Regions from separate parts of the Tachysurus fulvidraco genome. Here region 2 is linked to region 1. The links are chromatin contacts, called in public Hi-C maps. All regions are on one chromosome and are shown on one strand. Each heading gives the region's core, a stretch centred on a gene start, on an enhancer-like site or on the middle of the called end of the contact. The rest is flanking DNA. Distances are from core to core; before and after follow the strand shown. Region 1 holds the start of grin2ab (glutamate receptor ionotropic, NMDA 2A). Region 2 holds the start of zgc:77849 (telomere attrition and p53 response 1 protein).

What was found. A called contact is a pair of places that touch in the nucleus more often than the background predicts.
Region 2: a Hi-C map of ovary shows a contact between it and region 1, with 6 times the contacts expected there. The contact joins the promoter of zgc:77849 here to the promoter of grin2ab in region 1. A contact is called at or near these places in 2 of 4 Hi-C or Micro-C datasets (blood and ovary).

The regions. Positions count from the first base shown.
Region 1 is chr18:904,746-911,562 of HZAU_PFXX_2.0, forward strand. It overlaps grin2ab (glutamate receptor ionotropic, NMDA 2A), which reads left to right and starts at 3,323. Exons shown (of 13, transcript XM_047802732.1): 1 at 3,323-3,719.
Region 2 is chr18:1,069,516-1,074,515 of HZAU_PFXX_2.0, forward strand. zgc:77849 (telomere attrition and p53 response 1 protein) reads right to left here and starts at 2,356. Exons shown (of 4, transcript XM_027142981.2): 1 at 1,873-2,356; 2 at 586-666. The coding sequence starts at 2,068. It overlaps abcg2b (broad substrate specificity ATP-binding cassette transporter ABCG2b), which reads left to right and starts at 3,509. Exons shown (of 15, transcript XM_027142767.2): 1 at 3,509-3,818; 2 at 4,771-4,830. The coding sequence starts at 3,658.

The DNA.
Region 1 (6,817 bases), core at 2,073-4,572:
GCACCTCCGGCACCAAGGAGACGTCTTTCTGCTTTTTGCGGATAATTGTGTTTTCACTTATTGCCTTGAAGCTGTAAAGCCTGCAGATGTCGGAAGCGTCTTCAGGGTGTGGTGGAACCTGTGAGTTCATGCTGTCAAATGCCAGTGCATTAAAACCTCGATTCTAATCTCAGATGATTGCTCAGTAACGTGACAAAAACAAACCTGTTACTGTACGTGATAACAGGAACTAACTTGTCTTACAATAATGTACAAAGCGCTGTGGTGTCGGAGAAACTCAGGAGTTCGGGACACACTGGTATAGGAAGTGAATCAGTTGTGCGGTGGGGTTAATAAATCTCTGACATGGTGCCATGTCAAAGCAAAGCTGAAAACTGACCAGGGTAATACAGGTATGAACAGATTATTGCCCCGTTTACACCTCTGTTATTGTCACCTACCTTATTAGACCTGCATTAGTTCTCAGTTAATCGTCTGATCAGAATCTTTAATCCTTCACCAGTCTAATTACTGGAACATTTGTCAGTTTTCTCATGCTCTCCTTCTTCCTTCTGCTTTACAGATTTACATGGCTGCATCATCCCACCGTTCCTCACGAATGACCCGCACTATGATACCGTACACTGCTATTCCTGCTCACTCTTCAACACACTTCAGCCAGAGCTGGTGACAGTCATCTCCACATCTCTGCTGACCCGAGACATCCCAGAGTCCCACTGTGACACCGACAGGGTTTACTGTAAATGAAGGAATGAACTCATAAAGCCTTTTTCTTTTTAAACCTCATTTCTTCACCACTTCTTAAATAATAAAAATGTAAACAAACTGTTTAAATCTCTGAACTTGTATTACATTTCTGCATGGAAACATGCATTTGTGCATGTGTGTGTGTTTGTGTGTGTATGTGTATGTATGTGCATTTCTACGTGTGTGTGTGTGTGTGTTTGTGTGCATGTGTATGTATATATGTGCAATTGTACATATGTGAGTGTTTGTGCATGTGTGTGTTTGTTTGTTTGTGCGTGCGTGTGTGTGTTTGTGTGTGCATTTGTACATGTGTGTGTGTGTGTGTGTGTGTGTGTGTATTTGTTCTTCTGATTAAACATTTAAAAGTCTTGACTGTATTATTGAGGGGATTTTCACTGATCCAAAGAAAAAACTCTGAACAGATGGAAGTGACTTGAAGTGTTTAATATCGGCATCAGATTTTTCTCTCTGAATCCACCGAGTGTGTGTGTGTGTGTGTGTGTGTGTGTGTGTGTGTGTGTGTGTGTGTGTGTGTGTGTGATTAATTACAAACATCTTAATAAAACACAAACTAGCATGCTATTAGTGAAGAGCGTTAATTGTGAAAAACACTTCAAAACACTCCAAATATCGATTACCCACTCACACCATTACACAAACACATCAGTGTTGTACAAACTGCCCTGGAATAAAACTGCACCAACTGAGTTTGTCACCTAAATTTTATTTTAGATTGCAGCATTTTTAATATTATTCCTTTTCACACCCTGCGAGATCCCAATAAAGGCAGATTACATGATGACGATCCTGTAACAGTTGAAGAAAATGAGTTTGTTCTGCTCATATCATCAAACAGCGTGACAGAGAGAGAGAGAGAGAGGGAGAGAGAGAGAGAGAGAGAGGGAGAGAGAGAGGTGGAACCAGAGAGAAAGATGGGAGCGAGGAAGGAGATAGACTAATAGAAGGTAGAGGAAGGCTAGAATTGGAGAAGTTGACAAAGAGGCAGTGAGCTGAGAGCGGAATGAGAGAGGAGAGAGAGACGCGAGAGGAAAGACAGAGAGTAGAGAGAGAGAGAGAGACGCGAGAAACAGAGAGAGAGGAGAGGGGAGAGAGGGAGAGAGAGAGAGAGACGACGGGAGAGGAGAGGAGAGGAGAGAGAGAAGAGAGAGGAGAGAGAGAGAAAGAGAGAGAGAGAGAGGAGCAGAGAGGAGAGAGAGAGGAGAGAGGAGAGAGAGAGAGAGAAGAGAGAAAGAGAGAGAAAGAGAGAGGGAGAGAGAGAGAGTGGGAGAGAGAGAGAGAGGAGAGGACGAAGAGAGAGGAGAGACGAGAGGAGAGAGAGAGGAGCATGAGAGAGAGAGAGAGAGAGAGAGGGAGAGAGAGAGAGAGAGGAGAGAGGAGAGAGAGGAGAGAGATAGAGAGCGAGGAGAGAGAGAGAGAGAGAGAGAGAAAGACAGAGGAGAGAGAGAGAAGCGAGAGAGAGAGAGAAGAAAGACGGAGAGAGGGAGAGAGAGGAGAGGACAGGAGACAGACTTGAGATAGGCAGAGTATGGAGAGAACGGAGAGAAGAGAGGGGCTGAGACATAGAGAGGGAGCGAAGAAGGTAAACAGACGCCGGAATAAGAGGAGGAGAGAGGAGAGAGAAGAGGAGAGAGACAGAGAGGAGAGAGAGAAGAGAGAAGGAGAGAGGACAGACCAGACAGCCAGAGAGAGGGCGAGAGAGAGGAGGAGAGCAGATGACCAACGAGAGAGAGAATAACAAGAAGAGGAAAAAGAGAGAGAGAAGAGAGAGAGAGAGCAGCCGAGAGAGAGAGAGATGAGAGACAGAAAGGACAGAGAGAGAGAGACTGAGGAGAGTGAGAGAGAGAGAGAATGAGTGAGAGAGAGAGAAGGGAGAGAGGAAGAGGAAGGATGCAGGAGAGGCGAGGCGAGGACAGACAGAGAGAGAGCGAAAGAGAGTGAGAAGGAGAGAGGGGAAGAGAGAGAAGGAGACGAGGAGAGAGAGAGACAGGAGCGAGAGAGAGAGAGAGAGGGAGAGAGAGTGAGAGAGACAGAGGGAGAGAGAGAGAGAGAGAGAGAGAGAGAGAGAGAGAGAGAGAGAGAGAGTGTAGAATTTATATAGAATAAACGCAGTAGCTCGCGCGCAGCCTACTGGAAATTAAAATGGGCGGGAAAGTTAAAACGTTAACGGAGAGTGTCCGTGGATTTGTATAATATAAATGTTACAAACCCAATAAAACGTCTTTAGGTGACACACAGAGCTCAGTGTGTTTATTACCTGTAACCTAAACGCGCCTGTTTAAGGTCTGATCGTGTAACTGACGCGCGTGGGAGGCACTGCGTCCGTGCGCGGGGACGCTCGAGACTGTCACCGAGAATCCGACCGAAACCCTAATCCGTGTAATCTACTAGTGTTTACGGCGTGTCTAACTGTCTGGGATTCTGCTCTCACGTGTAAATTAATCGCCGTTGTGTCGGCTGGTGTGTGTGTGTGTGTGTGTGTGTGTGTGTGTGTGTGTGTGTGTGTGTGTGTGTGTGTGTGTGTGTGTGTGTGTGTCCTCCCCTCCCGACTAAAGAGAGAGAGAGAGAGAGAGAGAGAGAGAGAGAGAGAGAGAGAGAGAGAGAGACAGTGTGATGTTGAATATCCACCTTACAGAGACGGTACCGGAGGCACGCGGACGGTACCGGAGGCACGCGGACCTGTTCCACCGGCTCCACTGCGGAAAGATGCGCTCGAGACTCTGAGAAAAAAAAAAATCCCACCGGATTCTATGTACTTTCTGTTAGCTAACAACCATTAACAAAAAATTCGTTTGTTCCTCCCACACACTTTAGAGATGATGAAGGTAAGCACAAGGACACCGGTGGATTTACACCGTCTCTGTTCAACTTGAACGGATTTTACCGAATCTGAGACGATGGGAAACGATCTGCTCAGCCATTAGAATGGTGCAAACGTGTAAAGAAGGAATCGGGTGAGTGGTTTAGTCTTTAATAAGTGCCTTAATACCTGATGGAAATGTGCGTTATGTGTGTGTGTGTGTGTGTGTGTGTGTGTGTGTGTGTGTGTGTGTGCGCGCGCGTGTGTGTTTGTGCGTGTGTTTGTGTGTGTGTGTGCGCGCGCGTGTGTGTTTGTGCGTGTGTTTGTGTGTGTGTGTTTGTGTGTGTGTGTAGGTGTGTGTGTGTGTGTGTGTGTGTGTGTGTGTATGTGTGTGTGTGTGAGAGAGTGTATGTGAGTGTGTGTGTTTCTTTCTTTATTTCTTTCTTTATTTATTTGCATATTTATATATTTATATATTTATGTATTTATTTAAAATAATGTGTGTGTATATTTGACGTGGTCCCGTAACTTGTTATCACGAGAGGAGAATTAATAATAAATCTATAATCATTATTTTAGTATTATTATTTTTTTTATTTTGTCAGACCGTTGATGCGCAACACCTGCTGCGCGAGCGCCCTACATAGACCGCGCAGCGCGTGAGGGGAATACCACATATACACGTAGGGGCACGCGCACACACACACACACACACGCACGCGGCGGTTAAACTTGAACGAACGCCGCACGCGCTCATTCTGGTGCAGCATCAATTCCAGCCATTTTTGTGTTTGTACGCGTTTCTGTTGGACGTGTCAGAGTCTTTCTGAATGATTCCCGTGAGATGAACCGTGTGTCGGTGTCGACACTCAGAGTTACGAGATTAGCCTGTTAGCTATCACGAGCTAACCGTGTGTGAGCTGTCAGTTACACTGAGACATGTACACAACTTCTGTTCTTAGTAACAACACTACTGTACAACTAGGTACAAAGTAGGAGATGTTTAGTAGGAGATCACACTCACCACACACACACACACACACACACACACACACACACACACACACACACACACACACCACACACACAACACACCACGCACACAACACACCACATCACACACAACACACACCACACACCGCACCACAGGTCGTATTTACACCGAACCATAAGTTTGAAGCTCAGTAATGTTCCTCTCCAGCAGGGGGCGCCGTTATTACACTGCACAGCTTAATGAAGAGGGATTTGCTGGTTTTGGGGCACAGTCACGTTGGACAAACTCGTTTTCTGACATTTTCCTTTCAACAGGATTATTTCCGAAAAAGGTTCTTCCTGTGGAGAAATATGAAGTGATACAGTGTGTGTGTGTGTGTGTGTGTGTGTGTGTGTGTGTGTGTGTGTGTGTGTGTGTGTTCACCAAATTGACACAAACACATTCTGAGTCTATAAAGAATTGCTAAAGCCTGAAGTCTCAAAATGCAGAAAGGTTAAGGGGAGTAGAGTAAAAGATGTTCAGTTAAATCTCTTTCTCTTGGTGTGTGTGTGTGTGTGTGTGTGTGTGTGTGTGTAAGTGTGACACAGGTGTTTATTTTAAGACAGTGTGGAGCTCTCTCAGCCTCTCGCCCTTCCCACACACACACACACACACACACACACACACACACACACACACACACACACACACACACACACACACACACACACACACACCCCACAGTGTTTAATGCACCATCATTGACCTCCTTATCTCCATCTACAGCTTGCTTTCCTGAACCTTCACACTGACTGAGGTCTGGATAAGAATCATGTTTTTTTTCTAACTTTGTTGTCCAAATGCATTTATGCTAATGATTCAGCAGAAGGCAGAACATCACACCTAGCTTTCAGAAAAGGGACATTTTTCTCAGATTTGTGGATCTGATTAGTGGATTGATCAAAATTTCATGATCATTTTAAAGATCATTTTAATGTTTTTCCTGAGACATGTCTGTTAAGTAACATTTCCAGTTTATTGTAATGAATACGACGGATTTGTAAAGGAAACGTATTAATCCACAAAAGCTGGTCCAGAGGCTGAGAAAGTTCTTTTTGACTCGTCCTTTTAAATTGACCAAACAAAAATCCTACACACTAGGGCTGTGCGATACGACTGAAAACTGTATCATGATATCAGTGCGTCATATCGGTCGATATCGATAATTATTGATCTTTATGACCCATTTAAAATAAGGACCAGGAGAAAAATATTAGATTTAAACTTTTTTATTGTAAACTTCACCTTCCTCTGATCAGAATCCCCTCAGTTATTAAGACAGAAACGTCACCAACCAGGAAACCTCCAATAATTATAATGTAAACATGAGTCTAAAGTCACAATGAACACTTAACTATTATCTCTTAACATTTAAGGTGAAATAAAATGTAAGAAATGTTTAATAAAGTGTAATAAAATAGTGCAACGTGTTATAAAATATAAATATAAACAGAGAAAGCTGAGAATTTAGTGCAGGTTTAGTGTGAGGAAGTTCACTAGCTGTTCACCTTCTGGTGACTAAAGTGTGTAAAATATGTGCAGTGTTTAGTAAAGAGAAATAAACCTGAGGTAGACTGAGATACGTCTGTAATATAAAACACAGACCTGAGGTAGACTGAGATACGTCTGTAATATAAAACACAAACCTGAGGTAGACTGAGATACGTCTGTAATATAAAACACAGACCTGAGGTAGACTGAGATACGTCTGTAATATAAAACACAGACCTGAGGTAGACCGAGATACGTCTGTAATATAAAACACAGACCTGAGGTAGACTGAGATACGTCTGTAATATAAAACACAAACCTGAGGTAGACTGAGATACGTCTGTAATATAAAACACAGACCTGAGGTAGACTGAGATACGTCTGTAATATAAAACACAGACCTGAGGTAGACTGAGATACGTCTGTAATATAAAACACAGATCTGAGGTAGACTGAGATACGTCTGTAATATAAAACACAGACCTGAGGTAGACTGAGATACGTCTGTAATATAAAACACAGACCTGAGGTAGACTGAGATACGTCTGTAATATAAAACACACACCTGAGGTAGACTGAGATACGTCTGTAATATAAAACACAGACCTGAGGTAGACTGAGATACGTCTGTAATATAAAACACAGACCTGAGGTAGCCTGAGCTACGTCTGTAATATAAAACACACACCTGAGGTAGACTGAGATACGTCTGTAATATAAAACACAGA
Region 2 (5,000 bases), core at 1,106-3,605, 160 kb after region 1:
TTCCCCATGAAAAGGGACAGAAGTCGAGGACAGCACATCAAGTGCTGCTTTTGAGACAAGAGATTACACGGTCGACTTCTCCGACTTATCTAACGTGTCTAAAGTGTAGAACTTATTTAAAGGTAAGACGTGATGCAGCGTTAACTTCTGCAGCTGTTCCCGGTGTTTATTATTCTATTTTTTTATATTAAAGACCATCCCCAGAAGACACGTAGGAATTTCAATGTGACGCACTTTTCCAAACGCACCACCGGTTAGTTATGTGATGCCAGCTGATGCTCTGACAGTTTGAAACAAACCTGTCAATCATTTTAGATTCATATTCATTTGGCATTGATTGTTACAGTTGACTTTTTCTGCTCATAGCATCAAAATGCACAAACATTTTCAACAACAAAATTCCGACTCGATCAGAATCGCCATAGTTTATCGTCGAGTACGTGTCCCAGAACCACCTCTCGGCACGTGACCCAAGAAATCTTGTGACGTGTGGTTTGTCGTACACGTCTTTACACGCACGTACAGTCACGGTTTTGTCTCTTACACCATGAACACATCGGACACCGTCCTGTGGACACAACATACCTCTATACAGGTTGGTGACGGCAGTAGCAGCATTTTGAAAAGGGACCCACAGAGAAAGCCCCTGTTGCTGACATACTCGATCTGTAAGAAAAAGATAATGACAGGAAACTCTTTTACTTTCCCAGAAACATCATGTGTCATCATTTCCCCTGTCTGTTAACGTTAATGAGATAAATGTCCCCTGACTGAAGAGCTAGTGCACTACATAGGGCTCATTAGTGTGTCAGTATACTGTAGGGCACTTGTGTAAGGAGCAGTGCGTGTTAGGGGTTTGGACAGGGGACACAAAGCTGTCAAAACCAAACAAAAGTTCACATTGTTCACAATAAATGTGCACATTTACCAAGTAATAACAATAAAACTGTAAATCTGATACAATCTGATATCCAAGAGGAAGACGCCATTTTGTTGGGAGTAGAAGGTTTAGTTTTGATCAGATTTCGCTTCGTGTAAACAGGACAGTGAGCCAACACAAGTTCACATGGACACTCAGTTAGGGAGCAATGATCCTAAAAGTAGCCCATTTACCCCTGAAGAGGAGCAGAACAGATAGTGAGCGGCGTCCTGAAGCTGCACGGAATCACAAGCACAACAACTCAGCTGGCTGCCTATAAACCTTCCTTCGCCATTTTGTGTCTTAGCATTTCTTTAACCCAACGCTTCATTGGCATGAGGTGGATTTCTGTTTAGAAACACAGCCATTAGTTTTTGGTGTTAGTGTTCCAGCTCACAGTAAAGGGAAGGCGACGTGAACGCACAGGCTTGGGGCTGTAAACCGTGTGAAGTTATTTTCCCCCTCAGGAACTCCTCCCAGGACTTCGCCATTTTGTTTCACCAAATCATAGGCGTCAGAAAAAGAAACAAACAAAAAACATTTCGGTTGTTACGTGTTTTATTGACGCGACTATCGAAATGTAGATTTAACAAAAAAAAAAGTAAAAAACGTACAAGTTAAAGTGCGCTAATAACGAGCCGCCTAATTAGAGACGGTGTTAGCATACAGCTAGCTAGCCTGAGGTAACACGCTAGGTTTTATATCGACTAGCTAAAGCGACCTTCAGTGTGGATACAGTGGGAAATAAATCCGTAACGCCGTCACGAACAGACCCGAGCGCAATGTCTGGGTCATTAAGCGGTCATAAAGCAGCTTTGTCTCGGCGTGTTGTAGGAGGTTACCAAGGCAGGCTAGCCGAGCCTGGTGCCCTTTGTTTAGCTAGCAGGCTAACTCACTTAGCATAGCTTAGCATAACATAGCATGCACAGATCAGCTACTTATGTGTGTCGGACCTTTGTAAAGCTGCGCGACCGCCGTGGCTGAGTTCTGGAAGAGATGCCACAGCTTCTGCCGGCTCTGCTCCGGCTCCTCTTCGCTCGGCTCGTCCTGCTCGGCCTCAGCCAGACACTGCCGCTCCCATTTGGAGAACCAGTGCTCGGGTCCGTGCTCCTGGATCTCCGCCTCGCCCTCCTCCTTCTTCTCCTCCATAATTATTCACCGACTTTTGTGTTATAAGTCAGCTAACACGTTACTGTTCACTCCGAGCTGAATAACCGAATCCCGCCTGATCCACAGCTGCTAGCTTTTTCCCCGTCAGACCTCCGACTGCATGGCGCATGAACTCCACCGGCTGACAAAACAAAACGGCGACGCGCAGAACGGCGAGACGAGCGGCTCATGAAAACAAGTTACACTCTAAACCCCGCCTTATTGTGTCTCAACACCGCTGCAATTCGCTCAGATTCACCACATAAACACGCACATGTCCCGCCTTTACCTGCGTGTCTCGGCTCTCATTCGCCATCATACGGTTACAGGCGTGGAATCCAGGAAACCGTGCGGCTTCACATCCGGACACTGAGCCGCAGATCCCACTGTGATTCGCCAGGAGTCCGATGTGGGCGGGGAGAATCACAGAGCCGATAGATCCTTAAGCCACACCCACTAGTGATCTAGTGTTAGACACGACTGACGTTATAAACTTCTTGTGTATAAAAAATAAAGAAAATGTTGAACAATGTTGATGTGTGTATGTCACTAAAGGCAAGACAAATGATAGCATTAGCTTAGATTAAACGTTATCGTCATCGTGTACAAAGCCAATGAAATGCAGTGAGAATCTAAGCAGAAGTTCATAGCAGTATATATAGTGATATATACAGGAGGAGTGGATGATGTCATCACTGAACTTCTCACCAAATACAGAATGCCACTGAGTTACTTCTCAAAAAACGTATCGAACACATTTAGGTCTTTTGTTGCGTATATTATCTCACTATTGACGTGACGTACAGCTAAGTACGGTGACCCGTATTCAGGATTCGTTCTGTGCATTTAACCCATCCAAAGTGCACACACACACACACACACAGCAGTGAACACAAACACAACGTGAACACACACACACACACAGCAGTGAGCAGCCATTTATGCTGCGGCGCCCGTGGAGCAGTTGGGGAGGTTCGGTGCCTTGCTCAAGGGCACCTCAGTCGTGCTATCGCCGGCCCGAGACTCGAACCCACAACCTTAGGGTTAGGAGTCAGACTCTAACCATTAGGCCACGACTTCCCCGCTTTTTTTACGTGGAGCATTACTGTATGTCTCAGTGTTACTATAGAAATCGATGATACTGTAACAATAACAGCCAGAACTATTGCCAGAGCTGCTGTTATAGAAAATGAACCCATGCCGTCTGACCAGCGACGAGCTGAGAATCCAGACATCAAACATCAGCAAGCTAGAAGACGACGCTGCAGTTTTATTGGACTACAGAATAATGGTAACAGAATCACGGCTTCATCGCACCACCCAGACGCCGATCCTGACGCTGACTTCTGATGTCTAAACATAACTTCTGTCTCAGTCGTATTACAAAGTTCAGGCGTTATCTCCTCCTGTGTGATTTCCTTTATATCACACAACCTTATGAAACAGTATGTAATACAGACTGGACTTTGTCCAGTTCATGCAGAAGTCAACAGCTTTAGTTGACATCTGATTTGATTTGGAAATCTCTCTGACTTACATCTTGTTCTCTACGTCCTCTGTTTATCTTTACGTTTCTTTTTTTCCTTCACATGATGGATCTGTCATCTCTGAGAGAGCGTGCAGGCGAGAAAGAAATCGTGAAAGTCCCGGGACCGACTTTGACCTTCCAGAACATCTCTTATGTTGTGAGAGAGAGCCGGTGGCCTTGCCGTAAGAGAGCAGCTGAGAGAGAGATCCTGAAAGATGTCAGGTCAGTGCTAACAGCAACAGGACGATGCTTACAGGATCAGCTCTTTGTCTATCATAAGTGGTTTAAGTAGTTTATAAATTCAAGTCTAGATCACAACCTTTTTCCATTTTAAATACAGATTAAATCCAGATACTAATATTTGTTAGCATTTAAACGGTCCTCAAATGAGCTCAGATAATTAAGTAATATATGAATTGTGTCCTTGTGCAGTACGTGTGTGAAAAGCCTGGTAGTGTGTTGGATAGGGCTGAGGAGGCTGGGGGCAGATAAATAGGCTGCTGTAATACACACACACACACACACACACACACACACACACACACACACACACACACACACACACACACACACACACACACACACCGGTGTAAACAATCACTCATTACCGGCTCGTTCATTCATTCATCTTCTACCGCTTATCCGAACTTCTCGGGTCACGGGGAGCCTGTGCCTATCTCAGGCGTCATCGGGCATCGAGGCAGGATACACCCTGGACGGAGTGCCAACCCATCACAAGGAACACACACACTCTCATTCACTCACACACACACACACACACACACTACGGACAATTTTCCAGAGATGCCAATCAACCTACCATGCATGTCTTTGGACCGGGGGAGGAAACCGGAGTACCCGGAGGAAACCCCCGAGGCACGGGGAGAACGTGCAAACTCCACACACACAAGGTGGAGGCGGGAATCGAACCCCAACCCTGAGGTGTGAGGCGAACGTGCTAACCACTAAGCCACCGTGCCCACCCGGCTCGTTCACTGCCTTTTAAATAGAGCTTTATATTTCAGTAGTGCTTTGTAGGGGCATAAATGTTTGTATTAACATCATAAAGCAAAACACATCGCAGGACTAACAGTTACGGAGAGCATGAGGTTGTCCGATCACCAGGGTTCGACTGTCACACTCCGATTACTTGTTCACTGCTGCTTTATTTTAGTGGCATCATGAAGACGGGACTGAACGCCATCATGGGAGCGACAGGGAGCGGCAAAACCTCGTAAGTTTAACGTTCTTTATTACACCCGTGTTTATGCACTTAACATCACTGCAATGCATGACAATGTTTTTAAACCAGTCCCCCTGTGTGGGGTCGTGTGATCTCAGTGTGAACTGAACCGGTCTTAGAAGAACCCAAAGTTTCGAACACACAGCATCAAGAAGACGCTG